Linked DNA regions of Mus musculus: region 1 is linked to region 2. A link is a contact called in public HiChIP or PLAC-seq data. All regions are on one chromosome and are shown on one strand. Each heading gives the region's core, a stretch centred on a gene start, on an enhancer-like site or on the middle of the called end of the contact. The rest is flanking DNA. Distances are from core to core; before and after follow the strand shown. Region 1 has its middle 41 kb from the start of Otud4. Region 2 overlaps 1700011L22Rik (RIKEN cDNA 1700011L22 gene).

The links. HiChIP or PLAC-seq counts read pairs in DNA pulled down with a chosen protein or histone mark.
Region 1: a contact with region 2 is called in a CTCF HiChIP or PLAC-seq map of the NIH/3T3 cell line, with 6 read pairs. The contact joins two enhancer-like sites. A contact is called at or near these places in 1 of 15 datasets of contacts at CTCF or cohesin (the NIH/3T3 cell line) and 4 of 115 datasets of contacts at active chromatin or transcription factors (the NIH/3T3 cell line, astrocytes, cardiomyocytes and 1 more).

The regions. Positions count from the first base shown.
Region 1 is chr8:79,595,482-79,601,870 of GRCm38.p6, reverse strand. No RefSeq gene overlaps it. Among named protein-coding and RNA genes, the nearest start is that of Otud4, 41 kb to the left of the region's middle. Within about 2 kb of position 1,315, at least 7 of the 459 cell types and tissues checked have an H3K27ac peak or open chromatin away from gene starts, as enhancers often do. A contact at or near this core is called in the NIH/3T3 cell line, where this site is marked.
Region 2 is chr8:79,205,286-79,211,623 of GRCm38.p6, reverse strand. It overlaps 1700011L22Rik (RIKEN cDNA 1700011L22 gene), which reads left to right. Exons shown (of 6, transcript NM_026315.1): 6 at 867-1,194. The coding sequence ends at 974. Among named protein-coding and RNA genes, the nearest start is that of Gm30271, 6.6 kb to the right of the region's middle. Within about 2 kb of position 2,758, at least 255 of the 459 cell types and tissues checked have an H3K27ac peak or open chromatin away from gene starts, as enhancers often do. A contact at or near this core is called in the NIH/3T3 cell line, where this site is marked.

The DNA of each region.
Region 1 (6,389 bases), core at 66-2,565, 390 kb before region 2:
TTATTCTTTACTTCTTTGTGCATTGGTGTTTTGGTTCTTTTTGTTTATTTGTTTTTGCCTGCATGTATGTCTGTGTGTGAGGGTGTTGGAACCCCCAAAACAGGAGTTATATAGTTTGTGAGTTGCCATGTAGGTGCTGGGAATTGAACCCTGGTTATTTGGAAGAATAGTCAGTGTTCTTAACCACTGAGCCATGTCTCCAGCCCTAAAAATGTCATTCTTTTTACATTTATTTATTTGTGGTGTGTGTGTGTGTGTGTCTGTGTGTGTGTGTGTGTGTGTGTGTCTGTGTCTGTGCTCAAAAGCACAAGCACACATCCCCTATGTGTGCTTACCTCAGGAATCAGTTCTCTCCTTCCACTTCATGTGTCCTGGGAATGGAACTCAGGTTGTCAGCCTTGGTAGTAGGCATGATAACCTGCTGAGCCATCTCACTGTATCTGCTGTCTACTGGGAATTTTGTTTGTGTTTGAAACAAGGTCTCATGTATCCTAGGATGGCCTCTATCTAACCGGAAAACCTTGAATTCCTTGTGATCTGCCTCTACTTCCCACCAGCTTGCAGGTAAATGCCATCCCATCCTGTCCCTGCAATGCTTAGACCTGAACCAAAGGCCATGTGCATGCTAGGCAAGCACTCTACTGACTGAGCTGTGTCTCCAGCCCTCCTTCCTGTTTGTGGAATAATGTTGGCAACTTGTTGCAATCCAGTACTATTACTCAGGCTACCAGTGGGCTGGACCAATTTTCTTGCTACTGACACCAATGCCAGCCTGGCCCATACCTTAAAATTTCAACATAGTTTCAACAGACTTTTTATTAGTAAATTAAGACAAAATGTACCTTTAGCCATTAGCAAGCTTAATGGGCTATACAGTATTGCTTCAATAAGAAAGCCCCTGATAAGTATTCAAATTCTTTCAACCCTTATAATTCAGAAATTGTTTAAAATACGGATGCACATTTTGCCATTTAATAGATAAGGATATTTATGGAATGTTTATAAAATGTAAATCTCCCTTGTATCACTTAATGACACATGTTCTTGTTCTTCAGAAACAAGCATGTTACGATTACAGTATACTCATCTGGAGGGCTCAATATAGTTTTATAGTTCCCTGTTATAGATTTGTGGGGTTTCCCTTGGTGATATTCTTGTGCTTGATTCTCTGGATGCAGTGCTGTTCTACATATTTTGGATAGAGTCCTAGATAAAGGATTAATCAATCCAAAAATAGAAACATCTGGGGCAGAGGAGATGGCTGAGTGGAGAAAGCTTAGTGCACAGGAGTGTAGGCTGAAGTCTGAATCACCAGTGGGCTTGAGGCTGTCTGTAATCCCAGCACACTGAGAACAGTGGCAGGGGATCCCCAGGGCAAGGTGGCCAACCAGACTGGAATCAGCAAGCCCTAGGTTCAGAGAGCCACTCTGTTTCATTAGAGTGGAGAGCGAACAAGGCAAATGTCAGGTGGCAGCTTCAAGCTTACATACACACGCACACATACACAACCAAAGCACACAAGCCACATGCACACCACAAACACACACATGCAAAAATAAATAGCAAGTAGGTAAACATTTAAAATTCTCTTGCCACATATTGTTGCATTAGAAATTTCCAGAAATTCTGCATTGCCTTTTCTTTCCATCAGCTGGTGACCCGTCTTTCGTTGCCAGTTTTTGTTTTGTTTTGTTTTGCTTTGTTGCTTTATATTGTGAAAAAGTATACATAGCAGAAACTTTACTGTTAAGCCACGTTAAGGCACGCCATTCTGTGACACTTAAGTACATTCGATGTTGCCTGGCCATCACCACCAGCCATTTCCTGAGCCTTCTTATTCTCCTAAACTGAAAACAGTAAATACTTCCTTTTCTCTCAGACCATTCATTTTACTGCCTCTAAATTTATTTGCTCTGTGTATCTAAGTGCAACCATCCACTGTTTGTCTTCTGGGACTCCTCCCCCTCTCTCTTTGACTTAGTATAATGTCTTCCAGTTTCATTTTTTTTTTTGTGTGACCCACATTAGAATTTTCTCCTTTTAAAATGTTTTCCTCTGTGTGTGCATGTGTTTGTGAACATGCATGCATACATGTGGAAACCAAGGTCAGTGTTGAGAGTCTTCTTCTACAACATTGTACATTACTTTCTTTTTGAGACAGGGGTTCACTATGTAGCCAACTGGCCTTGAACTCACAGAGATCTACCTGCCTCTGTTTCATGAGTGCTGGAATTTAAGGTTTTAATTAACATGACCTTATATTCTTTGAGACAGGGATCTCTCACTGAAACCAAAGCTTGTGTTTTGATTAAACTGGCTAGCCAGGAAGCCCTGGGGGTTATCCACTAGGCTCTGAACCCCCAACACTGGGGTTACAAATGGGCAATGCCATGCCAGCTTTTCACATAGGTTTTTGGAGATTCAAATTTAGGTCTTCATGCTTGCACAGTGAGAGCCCTCTAAGCCTTTGGCTAGCCCAGTCTTCCTTTTTGACAGATGAACACTGCTGATTGTATGCACACAGGCACCACACTTTCTCCGTTCACAGAGCCACATGCATTCAAGTTTCTTCTATATTTTGTCTATCTAGCACTGAGGGTTTTAAACTCTATAATACATTGTTAATTTTGGGGGGAAATTCATAAATGTTATTTGAGCACATTCACCCTCCACTCCTCCAGACAACTATTCTCAGATTCACCCTAAACCTCCTCACCAATTTCATGTCTTCTTTTTAATTTTTTTCTTAATAACCCACTGAATCTAATTTGTGCTTCTCATATCTACTCGTCTTTGTGAGGCCACCCATTGGATCATGGTGGACCTAAGGGTCACACCCTTAAAGAAACCCACCTTTCCCTCCCCTAGAAGCCTGAGCTGGGCGTAGGGGCTCCTGAGCCCTCCCTCCGTGTCTAGCACTGATGTTTCCCTATGGAGTTCTCTTTATACTTGCTTGATTTGTTTGGGGCTGGAGAGTTGGCTCAGCAGTTAATAGAACTTGTAGCTTTTGCAGAGGACCCAGGTTCAGTTCCTAGTACCTACATGAGGGTTCACAGCTATTATTTGTTGTGATGCTGAGCAAAGACTCCTGCAGGTGAATGAATGTCCCCTCTACCTTTGGAAGGATTCCCAAGAGTGAAGCAACAGTAGACAGATGAGGTAGGCGAAGAGACACAGTTATGATGTGCATGGGAATGGCTTGGCAGCACCCAGGAAGTAGACAGTAAGTATGAGCTTAAAGAAAGGTCAGTGGAAGCTGGGCGTGGTGGCATACACCTTTAGTCACAGCACCCAGGAGCAGAAGCATGTGGATTTTTTTGAGTTCAAGGCCAGCCTGGTCCACATAGTGTACTCCAGACCAACCAGAGCTATATAGTGAGACCTTGTCTCACAGAAACAAACAAACCCAGAATCAACAAAAATGAAGGGTTAAAATGGGTCACGAGGAGAGGGAAGCAGGGACAGGGACAGTTTTAGAAATCTGGTACACTGAGTTTCAGGCAGCTTAAATGTGGCCAGAAAAACAGAGGCCTTGGACAGTGTCTTCCCAGGCTCCAGATCCAGTGCGTGCCTTTCAGGGTTTCTTCTGGCGAGAGTTGTTTAATCTTTACTGATTAATAAAGTTTCAGTAAGAATACTGGAGGCAATTTGTGTTCCTGTTAGGGTCTATCTCCTCAAGTAGATATGGGGACTTTCAGAGACTCACTCCCCACACTGGGTTGGGTAGGGAGAGCTAGGGAAGGTCAGAAGAACTTTGAATCTAAGCAGCTTCCAAGACCATTCAGTATGCCAATGCCAGTCTTTAAGTGATCATTTTCTAGATGCCAGTGCTGTCCCATGGGCACACACACACACACAGATACACACACACACAGACACACACACACACACACACACACATACACACACAGATGCATAGACAGACAGACAGACAGACAGACAGACAGAAGACAGACACCCATTCCTTCTGAATACTTTTGTTTTAATTTTGTTTTTGTTGGGTTTGTTGACAATGAAGTTGACTTTTTAATATGTTGATATATAATTGATATATAAATAGTTCTGTTGCTATGATCAAACACATGGCCAAAACTAACTTGGCTTGGTAGGTGTAACTTGCAAATCCTTTACGGTCTGTCACTGAGAGAAGCCTAGGCAGGAGCTCAGGGCAGGAACCTGAAGGCAGGAGCTGATGCAGAGGCCATGGAGGGTGCTGCTTACTGGCCTGCTACTCATATCTTGTTCAGCTTGCTTTCTTGTATCACCCAGGACCACCTGCCCAGGGGTGACACTGTCCACCGTGGGCTGAGCCTGCCCAAATCAATCAATCAATCCAGAAAATGCTCTACAGACAAGACTTTAGGTCAGTCTGATGGAGACACTTTTGTCAATTACTGATCCCCTGACAACTCTAGTTTGTGTCAAGTTAACAAAAGATGAACTAACACAATGGATGTATAGAATTCAGTCAGAAACATTAAGCCGAAAACATATTTTTGTATCCAAACTGAAAAGTTCTTTCTTTCCCTCTTTTTTTCTCTTGTGCAGTTTGTCACCATTGCCTTTGGGTGGCATTAAATCCTTGGGCAAATTAAATCCTCAGAAAACTGAGACTATATTTCATACCACGTGTGGTAAAATCTAGGACTGAAGGACTGGGTTCTTTCACTTGTGTAAGGAATATTTCTATCAACAGACATCAGAATTTACAGTCCTGTTCAGCATAGCGAAAGCTGGGGCTGAAGGGCATGAGGGGTGTGGGGAAATTGCCAACTTGATGGTTCTGATATTTGGATGTTGTGGCAGAGCCTGTGTTCTGAGATCTGGCTACTGTGTTCAAAGGCATGCTGTTGAACAGTACCTTTCCTGTTCCTTGCTTTTCTTTCCCTTCCCCCACTCCTCTCCTTTCCTCCCCCTCTCTTCTCTTTCCTTCTTTTCTTTCTCCCCTCCTTCCTTTCCTCTTTCCTGTAATCCCTGGAAGGACCCACATCTTCCACTGAACCTTCTGCAGGGTTGATTGATCGGAGAGAATGGAACGTTGCAAGTCCAGAGGCAAATCACCCTGGGTCATCTTTAGCCCCCCTGATGGCTGTGTGTTGCCTTTTCTCTCTGTGTGAGCTGGCATCTTGTGACCATTAGGTAAATCCTTTGGAATGTACAAACAGAACCACCTCAGCTATCTCCAACCAAAAGACTAAGAATGGCATCAGATAGCATCTGAAACCAATACCTGAGACGTCTGATTGTTCTGTGATCTGCCTTACTGATGTTTCCAGGAACATATTTGAAGTAGCTTGATTTATAATTTTCTTTGCTTTATTACTATAAAACTTAATTCAACCATTACCATGTTGGAACATGGAATTTATAGTAGCTTAAGTCTCTGTCCGCAAGCCATGGCCACTCATATTTGACTCCAGAATAAACTATTTCTTATCCCATTTGAGGTTAAGAGTTATTTTTGTGTAAGCTTTTCTCCTTCCCTCCCTCCCTCCCTCCCTCCCTCCCTCCTTCCCTCCCTCCCTCCCTCCCTCCCTCCCTCCTTCCCTCCCTCCCTCCCTCCCTCTCTCCCTCCCTCTCTCCCTCTCTCCCTCCCTCTCTCCCTCTCTCCTCTTCTCTCTCCTCCCTCCCTCCCTCCCTCCCTCCCTCCCTTCCTTCCTTCCTTCCTTCCTTCCTTCCTTCCTTCCTTCCTTCCTTCCTTCCTTCCTTCTTTCCTTCTAATTTTCAATCACTTTGGTCCCTTTAAAGATGCTTCACTCACAGGGACACAGGATCTGACTGCATTGTATGGAACTGTGTTGTGGTGGGTTTAGCTGAGGCTACGGAGTTCAGGGATTGTGCCCAGGGTCTCACTGTTGGTGACTTTGTGGCTAGCCTCTTCTAGCTGCTTGCTGCTTTGGAACCAGCCGGCTCCACGAACTTTGTTTTGTCTAGCTGTGAGACCACATTCTCCTACAAATGAAACAAGAGGACTGCTGAAAGGAGAGAGGAAACTCTTCTCACTCCATCTTTTTCTAAGCAGGGGACAGTGGGGACATTCCCACAGGCAAATGGCCCCATCAATCTGAGCTTTTCAAAGCATTAGCACTGTTCCTAAATATTACTGCTGAAAATACTGTAACTGTGTGATCAATGACCAATATACATGTCTGTGATGGTATTCTGAATTCATTCACAGAAAATTGTGTTCCCATAGTGTCTAGGGAGAAGAGCTAATGAAATTTCAAAAGCCTCTTAATATAAAACTGCCTTATGTTTGTTGTCTCAAATAATATTTGCAATAATCCATACTAACACCCAGTAAGCACAATAATCTCCATTTTATTTTATTTTAAGATAAAAAAATGTTCCCACTTTCCACAACTAGCGAATAACACACCAAGATCATG
Region 2 (6,338 bases), core at 1,509-4,008:
GTCCAAAACCATCCCCCCATCCCCCTCCTCTTTCCCTGTCACATTCGATAAATATGGGGCAGTTATCTGACTAATGTTGAGCCAGAATCCTGACCAAACCAAACCATGGCTTTAATGAGTAAAGCAACATTTAATATTTTCATTTTTTTATATGTACATATATGTCTGTACCTGATGCCCTCCCAGGCCAGAAGGCTCCAGTCCTCTGCAAATCTAGTTACAGATGGATATGAGTTACGGTGTGGGTGCTGGGAATTGAACCTGGGTCCTCTGGAAGAGCAGCCATCCCTCCATTCCCCACATTTAAAATATTTTAAAACAGGTACTGATATTTTAGGGGAAGGTGCAAAAGCCACCAGGTTGAGAATTGTCCATTTCCTGCCAGGCTGCCAAAATTCTTAGGGTTAAAAACATTTGCTTGGTGACCAGCTCCACTGGAAACTCTCTTTGAATTCTTCATGTTCGTGGAACCTGACTTGAAGAGGGTCATGATGTAGGACTGAAAAGCCGAGAACTCACACCCAGGATTGCCTGCTGGTTGGAAGTGGGAAAGCATAGTAAAGGTTCCTATCAGTGGGGGATGATGAAAGGGCCGAGACAAGAGACCGAGTCTTTAGCGTTTCTTAGAATTCTTGTCTTTTTAAATCCATCTTGCTTATTGATCTGTCCTTCCTGACTGAGGTACAATATATGAAACAGAAAGGGTTTATTTAGCTTTTTTTAAGATGGAAGAAAATGCAAAAGTGATGCCAGGCCCTGCTCATGAGTGATGTCTAGTTTGAAAGAGGCAATTTAAATCCTATTTTTGTGGGAACTGATCTTTGTGGATGCGCGAGTGTTGACAATCGAACCCTTTCTCCCTCCAGCTTCAGCGACAATGGGATTATGAAAGCAAGTTGGGCTCCTCGGAGGACTCAGGGACGGATCGATTCTCCTCCAATACCAGTGGAAGCTCAGGGCGCAAATTCAAGTGATTTCAAGAAAGAAGCCACAGACCTAGAGCCCTACCTCGTGTCTGTGTTAAGCCATTGAGACAGGAGTTCCAAGAAGGCTTTGATGGATTGTGCACATAGGGAAGATCTTGCTAGAAACTTCCCTGGGCTTCCTCCCTTATTCTTGTGTGTGTGCGCGCGCACACACGCACGTGTGTTGATGGGGAAGGGGTTTGTCATAAACATGATTAATGTTCCTTTACAAAGTGCCCAGGTTCACATTCTGCTGTTAGAACCTCACAAACGATAGCATGACCTCCACCTTAGTGGGCTCCAGAGTTATGTAGCCTGTCCTCTACCTCAGAGAAAGACCTTTCTGTTTTCCCTGTGCTATGACCCAGAAGGCCTGTAGCAGTTCCCTCCACTCAGGGAAAACTGGCTTTGCAGCTGGCTCCGCCTTCCGCGGCGCCCATAGGCCTGCGCCTCCCTCTTCCCGCTGCATCTGCCCTGGCGGGGTCCCCTCACAGCCGTGTGGTTGCCCTGCCCGAGAGCCGCTAAGGGACCTGGCAAAAAGGAGCAAGGCCACGGAATAGTTCCCTCCCGCTGGCAGCCATTCCTCTGCCACCCGGCGCTTCGGGGCCCCGATCCAGCCTGCACCCCAACCCACGGCTCCTGTTGAACAGGAAACACAAACGTCGCACCCTAACCCCCTAGCCGCACCCCAGGACCCAACCCTTAATATGTTTTTTTCCTTTAGCCCCAGGTTGGGCTAAATACATTCGCTGGGAGCCATCTGGTCTGCTTCCCCTTCATGTGGTTTCCATTAAACTCGCCAGAACCGTGCAATGTAAATGCAGCCCTGGGCCACTCCGGAGCCTCCAACAGTCTGCCCTGCGCAGGCAGAGCGAGGGGACCTCTGGGCAGACGCCCAGGCTGGCACCCAAGGACCATGCCCCAGTGACTGTGCATCACCACTCCTAAGGAGGCATTTATCCATGGCAAGGCTTTCTTAGTGCCCCAGTGTTCAGCTTTTGCTACATGCAAGCCAGAGTTTGTTAGAATTCTGTTTCCATTCTAAAAATCAATGTCAACAGCTTTACAGACAAATTTACAGAAATAACCTGGCCACAGAAACTCAGCGTGACCAGCAGCATGTCGGGAGGGCTGAGTCTGCCTTCTATGCAGACCGCCTTCTTCCCTGACTCCCCCTACCCCCATAGGAAAAAACAGAACAGAAAAAAAAAAGTTAGCTTATGGAAAAATACTGACTCACGCAGTGAATTAGGGTTTATAGTACAAGATAAAGGAGACAGGCCGATTTAAGGACTCATAATGTGCTGTATTTGGAAAGTTCTTCAGGTTTATCAAAGATTAGTCCGTTTATTGAGGAGACTGGAAAAAAGGGGGGGACGGGACGGGAAGCAGCAGGGGACCAGCCACAGGCACTTCCAGGCAGTGAAAGAGCCTCTGGTCAGAAGGAATTAACTTGTAGCCGTCCTGTTTTGTCCAGGGTCCTCCTTTTCCTCTGTCTCCACCACCAGCCTAGGTTTCCCTCCCTCCCTTTTTTCCTTTGCTTTCTTTCTGTTCTCTTCCCACCCCCACCCTGGCCAGGGGATTTTATTTGGGATTTTAAAATGAAACCAGGTGCTCCGTAAAACAAAGACAAAGTAGTAACAAGGAAACACGATCCAAGGCCTAAGGAATGCGCTGAGTTTCATGACTCAGGCTGTCCTGGCAAAAAAAGTAGGAGTGACATGAGAGGTGGGTGGCACCGAGCACAGACCATACATGGCAGCCCTGGCCTCCCCTGATAGGGTGGTCAATGCAGCCTGTGACTCACTTTGTAAAAGGCTTCCCAGGCTGGAGCCAAAGGATCAGCAACGGTTCCCTGAGGGGCAGATCCACGTGATAGGGCCAGGGCTACCCTGAGGTTTGGGCATCACATCCTAGGCAAAATGCCACCCTTTTCTCCAGGAAAGAGGCAGGCTTAGCAGACTGCCAAGTGCACTGGTGCCTTCAGGAGATTAACAACCTGCGGGCTTTAAAGTGACAAGGTCTCTCTCTCTCTCTCTCTCTCTCTCTCTCTCTCTCTCTCTCTCTCTCTCTCTCTCTCTCTCTTTCTCTCCTCTCTCTCTCTCCTCCCTCCCTCCCTCCCTCCCTTCCTCTTTCTCTCTCTCTCTCTCTCTCTCTCTCTCTCTCTCTCTCTCTCTCTCTGTATGTGTGTGTTGGGGGGGGGTGTGGTTGGGAGTTCTAAGTCTCTAGGATCGCTGAGGTGCCTTGGTTAGAGGGGGGTTAGGCTGCTCCTGGGAGAAAGTGGAAAGCTTGCCCATGGTGGGGCAGGAGAGGGGGTTCTGGGCGCCATTCCTCAGCAGTCAGGGCAACCAGCTCAAGGGATGCGTTATGCATAAACATGCAGGGAGACACCTAGGCAGACATCCACACATTCTCAGAATTCCTTTTAAATGAGCAGGGATGGTGTGAGGTACACTTTTTGTGTGTGTTAATAAGAGACAGGCTAAGAGTACTAAAAAGGTCCCTCCTAGCAGGGTGGTAGTGGGGGCTGAAATCGGACGGTAAGGTTCATCCTGGCCTCTCGTCATTACCTCTGCATGAGTAGAAGCAAGTGGTGTCCCTCACTCCTGAGAAGGCTGTCACGTTTCGAGTGAGAATGACTGACATAATGAGGTTTCCACATGCAGAAGCTGCACGGACTGGAGGCTTGTTTGCCTTCTCCTCTTTCCCATTCTGTGAAATACCCACCAAACAAGCTCTGCTGACTAGTCCATAATTTCAGGGAAATCACTGCTTAACTTTGTCATCAAAGGCAACCTACCTGGAAAAACTACAGTCTAAGAATGATGACTTCATAAATATTTATAGTATGAACAGGCGTCACTCCAGTCCTGTTGGAAAATGGGCCCATTCAGCTTTCTTTAAGATGTGACACTTGGGTGAGTGACATCTGTCATCCGGATCAGCCCTGCACTCCGTCCCTCTGAAGCATGTTTATGGAGTGATTATGCCTCTGAATATTCGCTATATTTAGGTCTGCTCCTCTCCTCTCAGCCCTCCTAAATCCCCAAAGAAGCAAAAAGCCAAGTTACCGATGGACGGTAGACTTGAACCGTCATGACAAAGCACAGGCCCTTGAATGTGTACTACAGGAGCATTTGAAGAGCTGAGAATTCAAACGGGAAAGCCAGTTGCTAGTATAGTATTCTTTCGCTAGGGTGGCTTTGTTGGGACTGCTGTCACAGGTGAGGGCTCTCAGCTGGGCCTAGAGGGCAAAAGCAGGGAGGTGCACAGGGAATTGTCCCCTCTCAGGAGCTCCCTGTGGCCCACACCAATCAAGCGGCCTACACTCAGTTCCAGAGCTCCGAGGGCAGGATTTGGCGAGGACTTTGTGACCTCAGTTGAGACAAAACCTCTAGCATAATTGGAGGCCTTCCCTCTTGGCCACACCTGGGCCTGGGTTGGGGTTAGCAGCTGTCCACCATCCGGGTGGAGATAATGGGCCCCCGGTCTACAGCTACAAATGCTCTGGCCTAAGCCTCTGCTGCCAGTCACAGGCCTGCTTTAGGGCCAGTATTTGCCTTGTGTCGGCTTGGTCTTCTATTGTTTATCCTGGGTAGAACCAGGTCTTGGCACAGGGGGCATGAAGCATTGCCAGAGTTTTATTTTTAGAGACAGGAAAATGTCTGCTTTTTGGCAACTGTTCTTTTTCTGGCACGCACCAGGGATGGTGTAAAAAGGCTCAAGTGAGAGATTCCAAGCCATAAATTCATGGCATATGACATAGGCATTTGCATTGAGAGTTTTTCAACAGAAACCTGGTGTAGCCTGAGGTCTTCCATAAACAACAACTGGGCAGAGATGAAGTTCCACTGCCATACCTGAAGAAAGCCCTCAGGACCACGAACTTCACAGACATCCACACCTTGGGGTGACAGTCCTCAGGACCACCAACTTCACATATATCCACAGACTCTTTTGAACATATCAGATGGTCTGAAATATTTTTTTTTTAATTTTTACCTTTGCCAATCAATCCAGAATCTAGTCCAAGTTGTTGGGAAAAACAAAACAAAACAAAACAAAAAAAACCCTGATAGTCTACAGCTGGCTTTCCCCAGAGTCACTGACATTGCCACGATGGCTGATACAAGGCAGACAATTCCCACCAAGAAGCATATGGTCAGAATCAGGGACCGAGTTTCTAAGTCTTAACGGGGAAATTTTTTTTCCAAATATGGCTCCCCCTTAAAGCACATTTTTTGTGGGTTCTGTCATTCTAGCTACCGACATTCAATCTGAAAGCATTTTTATATGTAGTAATGTCATATTGTACAAAGCAAAAATGGAAAGAAATAAAAGTAGTAAATTAAATTGTATTTTCTCACCTCTTCTCCCCAGCCTTTGGAAGAAGATTGTTTTCTAATTATAAAAATAAAATAAAAATATGATCCTTCTCTGCTCTTACGCACGCCGTGCTGTAAGGTTCACTCTTCTTCCTGCTGGAGTAAGTTCTCTCTCGTTCTCTCTTCCTTCTATGTAGGACAGTGGAGAGAGGATAATCGATTCATTTGAATTTATTCTTTTTTCTGAGTATTTCTACTCCACGTCTGGTTCTTTTCCGGAAACTTCTGTGGTTGATAAACAGTCTTTTGGTGATTAGAATCCCACCGTTTGTAAAGAGTCTCTCAGAATCCTGCTGCACCTTGAAGGACTGTGTCTGTTTCCTGGTATTCTGGAGTTTCATGAGAATGGTGTGTGCCTGTTCATTTTGGAAGTTTATTTCCCTTGGGACTAAGAGGCTCTCTAAGTTGAGGGCTTGGGCTTGTCTTTAGTGTGGATGTTGGATAAGGAGGAAGGAACCAGAAAGTTACATTGATCTATGCCGTAAAGTACTGATCTATGTCATAAAGTACGGAGCAGAGTGGGCCGGGGGAGACTGGACCTCGGTGCGGGAAAGCATTTTAAATAGTTGTAGAGAAAAGGAGAAAAATGAGTCTTGGAAAGGATTTTTGTCAGTTTAATAAGAAAAAAAGCTAAAGAAGATTTAAAATTTTTACCCGTATATGTAAATGTCTGTGTGCTTGCTCACAGTGTTCAGGAGGGCCTCAGGAGGTGTCAAATCCTTCTGCACCGGACTGACAGGGAGTTGTGGGCCACCATGATGTGGGTGCTGGGGACAGAATTCTAGTCATCTGCAAGAGCATCAAGTGTTCTTACCCATTGAGCTGTCTCCAGCCCTCTGCCAATTTTTAAAACAATCTTTGAATGCACATTAAAATTTCCTCTTCCCTTTAGTGTTTCATGGAGGACAAAAACCTATATTGGTCGTGTAATATTTCATGAAATACATACTATATATGAATGTATAACGTACACATGAGAAGGTTGTTT